Linked DNA regions of Sus scrofa: region 1 is linked to region 2. The links are chromatin contacts, called in public Hi-C maps. All regions are on one chromosome and are shown on one strand. Each heading gives the region's core, a stretch centred on a gene start, on an enhancer-like site or on the middle of the called end of the contact. The rest is flanking DNA. Distances are from core to core; before and after follow the strand shown.

Evidence for each region. A called contact is a pair of places that touch in the nucleus more often than the background predicts.
Region 1: a Hi-C map of mesenchymal stem cells shows a contact between it and region 2, with 5 times the contacts expected there. The contact joins two enhancer-like sites.

The regions. Positions count from the first base shown.
Region 1 is chr3:14,559,523-14,562,222 of Sscrofa11.1, reverse strand. The region is part of intron 5 of AUTS2 (AUTS2, activator of transcription and developmental regulator); the gene reads right to left. Among named protein-coding and RNA genes, the nearest start is that of GALNT17, 470 kb to the left of the region's middle. Within about 2 kb of position 1,307, at least 5 of the 83 cell types and tissues checked have an H3K27ac peak or open chromatin away from gene starts, as enhancers often do.
Region 2 is chr3:12,076,132-12,078,831 of Sscrofa11.1, reverse strand. All of the region lies in intron 3 of LOC102168016 (a long non-coding RNA gene), which reads right to left. Among named protein-coding and RNA genes, the nearest start is that of CASTOR2, 38 kb to the right of the region's middle. Within about 2 kb of position 1,286, at least 9 of the 83 cell types and tissues checked have an H3K27ac peak or open chromatin away from gene starts, as enhancers often do.

The sequences.
Region 1 (2,700 bases), core at 58-2,557, 2.5 Mb before region 2:
AATGGAGTTCTGGTCGTGGCTCAGCAGAAATGAATCTAACTAGCATCCATGAAGACACAGGCTCAATCCCTGGCCTCACTCCACGGGTTAAAGATATGGAGGTGCCGTGAGCTGTGGTGTAGGTTGCAGATGTGGCATGGATCCCAAGTTGCTGTGCCTGTGCTGCAATTTGACTCTCTAGCCTGGGAACCTCCATATGCTGCAGGTTCGGCCCTAAAAAGACAAAAAAAAAAAAAAAAAAAATGTTGGATGAAGGATTTACAAGAAGGACCTATACAGAACTCTTAAAAGTCAATTATAAGATGACAAACAACCCAATTTGAAAAATGAGCAAAAGATTTGAATACTGTTTCATCAAAGAAGACATACAAATGGCTAATAACACATGAAAAGATGCTCATCATCATTGTCATTAGGGAAATGCAAGTTAAAACCACAATGAGAGACACTTTACATCCACAAAGATGCCTATACTCATCAAGGCAGGCAATAACAAATGTTGGTCAGTGTGGAGAAATCAGAACCCTCAAACATTACTGGGGAACTTCAAATGGTGCAGCCACTTTGGAAAAACAGTTTGGTATTATCCTAAAAAAAAATTTAAACAGAAATTTAGTATATGACACAGCCAATTCATTCCAACATATTGAGCAGAAGAAATGAAAACAAATAACCACTCAAAGAGCTGTATGGGAATGTTACAGCAGTATTACTACCAATACTCGAAAAGCAGAAACAAATGTTCATTAATTGGTGAATGGGTAAATAAAATATGGTATATCCATTCAGTGGACTACTATTCAGCAATAAAGGGGAATAAGCTATTACCACATGCTACAACATTGATGAAGCTCAAAACATCATGCTAGTGTAAGAAGCCAGATGAAAAAGATTATAACTTGTATGATTCCATTTGTACAAAAGGTTCAGAAAGAGCAACGCTATAGAGACAGAAAGTAGATTAGTAGTTAGCTTGGAATGAGGGTGTTGACAGGGACTGACTGCAGATGGGCACAAGGGATTTTACTGGTGTGATGAACATGTTCTAAAACTGAATCATGGTTACACAACCCCATATATTACGGAAAATAGCTGTACATTTTGTATGGGTGAATTTCCGGCATACAAATTACATTCCAACAAAGCCGTTAAAATGAGCTGATGAATAATATGTATAGTCTAATCTCATCTGAAAAGAAACCAAACCCGAAAACACCAAAGCAAAAGAGAAATAGGACATGGAACTTTCTCAACTACCGTCACCGTGGTTTGCATGAGATCTTTAGTCCTTACTCATCCTACTCATAGAAACAGAGAGCAGAAAAGTGGTTGCCAGGGGTTGTGTGGGGAGGGGGGTTGACGGTAATAGTCGGGTTTGTTAACCACTGAGCCATGATGGGAACTCCAGTGTTGACATTTTAAAAATTAACTCTGATCCATACTAAATTTTGATGTTAGTTGATATCCCAAGAAGATAACATTCATTCATTGCTCTGGCATGGGGACAAAGACGACTGCCAAAGGTACTTGATATCCCTATTTGTTTGTAACTTTTTTTTTTTTTTTTTGCTTTTTAGGGATTTTAAACTTTTTCTTATGGAAAATTTCAGACATATATAACAGTGGATAGACAGAATGGTCTAGTAAATTTCCATGTCACCGTTTCCACAAATAGCAACTCATGGCCAATCTTGTTTCATCTCTACTTCTGCCCACTTTCCCCACACCTTGTACTAAGGCTTAAAAGAGCTGAGCTGCCTATTAAGCTGAGCTGCAAAAATGGAAACACCAATAGCTCTGAGCTCTTGAGATGCCTGGGTGAGGAGCCAGAGGCCAGTCCTCTGGGGATGACCCTCTAGGCATAAGATACTATCTCTTTCCAGAAGAAAAGGCTTGGCTGAGACGGAAAGAGCCTGGGAGGTCAAGAAAGACTCTGTCGTCCACCCTGGGACTGTGCCTGCTCAAATGCGAATGGACAGATTTCTAGGCATAATCTGCTCATCACCAGTAGGTGAAGGAGGCTGACCTTCCCAGGGCACATGTAGAGCGCTCGGATGAAGTAATTTGCCACGTGGTCTCCTCGTGCCTTGGAGGAACTAATCACCTCACGGAGATGGGTGGCTTGTGCCTCAGGCAGGTCATTCCTCTCAAACACGCAGCAGCGAACTTGAACAACCTGGGAACTTCCTCCAAAGAGGAGTCAGCAAACCCTGGCGGGTCCTCTGTCCTCGAGGCATGTCCCCGCCCCCAGCCCTAGGAATCTCTGCACCCAAAGGCAAGACCAGGGCACGCTGGCTTGGGGACTAACCCTCACATTGCCACCTTTTGACTCCCGGCCGGGTCCGGGTGCACACCCAGCTCTCTGCTTTTGGAGAGAAGAGTCTGGTCACCAAGCACACATGCCTCGGATGCCTTGGATGGCGTTCGGCCCCTTCAGGATAGGGCATGTCTGGAGACGAGCTTCAGAACTCAGCACTCGATAAATAAGCCGTCTTTATTTGAGGGTGAAAACTGTTCCGAGCGAGCAGCTGTACAGAGCCTGCTAGCACATCCTGAAGCCATTCAGATCTCCAGGGAGAGCTGCTGAGGCTCGAACTCGGATGGCTTCATCACGCTCACACCGCGCTTCTGAAATGAAAGTCTTACTGGTGGGCAAAGAGGAAAGCTGCTCTCGTCACCATCATTAACATGGTTAAAATC
Region 2 (2,700 bases), core at 37-2,536:
ATATGGCTTGGATTTGGTGTTGCTGTGACTGTGGTGTAGGCCAGCAGCTGCAGCTCCAATTCGACCCCTAGCCTGGGAACTTCCATATGCCACAGGTGTGGCTCCAAAAAGCAAAAGAAAGAAGGAAGCGGAGTTCCCATCGTGGCACAGTGGTTAACAAATCCAACTAGGAACCATGAGGTTGCGGGTTCAGTCCCTGGCCTCGCTCAGTGGGATCCCGCATTGCTGTGGCTGTGGTGTTGGCCGGCAGCTACAGCTCTGATTGGACCCCTAGCCTGGAACCTCTATATGCCGCGGGAAAGGCAAAAAAGACAAAAAAAAAAAAAAAAAAAAAGAAAGAAAGAAAGAAGGAAGGAAGGAAGGGAGGAAGAATATAGCGCCCCCCAAAAGGACGAAATTGAAATGCTCTGAATGTTAGCAGAAGAAACTGAGGAGGTTTAGCCGCCTCGATAACCACCAGCAAGAATTCCCAAGTAAATAACCAAAAGCTCTGGAATGGCTGTGAAAAAAAGGTCATCTGAACACTCAACATCAGCAATTTTTAGGACACCTCCCTGCCTAGGACCCCGTAGATGTTAACGGCAGCTCAAAATCAAGCAACTGGCTGCCCGTTCAGTCTGGGGACTGCACCTAATAAACATTTTATGGACCGGTTCAATTGCGGAGCGATGCAGGCAATTAACTTCCATCGTGGTTTTATTGTGGAAAGATGTTGCAAGCTTGGGCCATGAAAGTAGAGCCATGCATCAGTTCAGGAAACAGGGCTGCCAAAGCCCAGTGGGGTCCATCGTCAGAGCAGGTGCAGAGCTCAGATGGGCTGCTCGTGGCTAATGAGCCGCTCTCGATCTCGCCCACGGTCAGCTGGCACTGAGCCAGAAGCTTCATTCTCCTAGCAAAGCTCCTGGAAAATGCTGGACTGAACCAGCCCCCCACATAATATGGGGTGATACTGAATCACCCCAGAGGGATACATTGGGTATAAAAATCTGGTATGTCAGCCTCGCTGGCCTAATCCTGTGCCTACTACAGACTCACTTGCTATGACTGCTGATGTAATGTCACACCAGACATCTGTGGGGGAACATCTATTAGAGATTGGGAGAGGAGAGAGGGAGAGAGAAATAGGACTTGGGCCACTGAGAGGCCAAAAGAGGGGTAAGAAGAGGGCAGGCTGACTGATGCCCTCTCTTCAGTCCAGAGGAATTTGCATAGTGCCATGTTTCCCCAGCAACAGGCTCTGATTGGTCCCCATCTGTCCAGCAGCTGATCTGGGTCCTGACCAGTCTGTTCTCAGTCCCCCTGCTGGGCAGAAACATGCAGATGAGGCTGGGAAATCCAGCTCAGGCTCTCCCTGGCCTCTTGAGGCCCCAGGAGCAGAGCAGATCTGTAGAGGCTCTGGATATTGAAGAGGCTCATGCCCAATCTACTTCACAATTCACAACGATACAGTGCTCTGGGGAATCACACTAACCTGCATTAATACTAGAATTCAAATAGATTTTTCCTTGATTTTCTGATTGCAAAATTCTGGGTAAGGCTGTCAAAAGTGAGCTCTTCTCTGCCTCTTCATGTGTGTGCCTTTAGGGGAGCATAAGAGTGCTCATCTGGGTGTGAGTGAGGGAGTGTGTGTGTGTGTGTGGAGGGGGGGTTCTGCCTTGTTGGGCTCCTAAATCTGTTGCCTCACCCCTGCAGGCCTCCTCTCTGCCAAAGTATCTCCCCCTGTGGGGGGCCCCAGACAGGCTCTGACACCCCAGGGAAATCAGGTAAAGCCATGGTTTGAGGATGTGGCTGGAGGGCCAGGAAAGCCTGCAGGGCAGATGCCTGCAGGGGGTAGGGGAGGAGTAGAGGAGTGGGGCATGGAGGCAGAAGCTGGATATGAGGGGGGAGGTCCCGAGGTCTATCAAGTGATGGCACTTCCCTGGATGCCGGTCCACCCCTGTCGGGCCCAACGGCACAGGTGGGCTTAGACCAAGGGCCCAGAGCCACCACCAGTGTTACTTCCACCACTCCATCACCGTAATGAACTCCCACTCTATGCCAGATGGTTTGCCTACATTGCCTACTACAATTCCTAAGTGCTCTTGTCCCCAATTTTACAGATGAGAACTGGAAGCTCAGAGAGGTTAAGTGACTTTGCCAGAGCCACACAGCTAGTAGGTGGGAGGAGCCAGGATTCAAACTTAGCACTTGAAGGTGCTCTTTCTGCTAAGTCACACTCCCTCCAGGGAATAACAAGTCAGGGATCAGAGTGGCAGGACTGTAGAGAAGCCAGAGCCAGACGTCTGGAGGTAAGTGATTTCAGGAACAGTGTAGCAGCTGGACAGTATCAGCAAGGACTCTCTCTCTCTTTTTTTTTTTTTTTTTTTTTTTTTTTTTTTTGTCTTTTGTCTTTTTAGGGCCACACCCCCGGCATATGGAGGTTCCCAGGCTAGGGATCTAATTGGAGCTGTTGCTGCCAGCCTAGCCTAGAGCCACAGCAATGCCAGATCTGAGCCACGTCTGTGACCTACACCATAGCTCACAGCAACACCAGATCCTTAACCCACAGAGCGAGGCCAGGGATCGAACCTGCAACTTCATGGTTCCTAGTTGGATTCGTTTCCACTATGCCATGACAGGAACTCCTCTCTCTCTCTCTCTCTTTTAACTCCACCACATAGTAAAGAATCTAACCTTGTCCAAAGAGATCTTGATATTGCC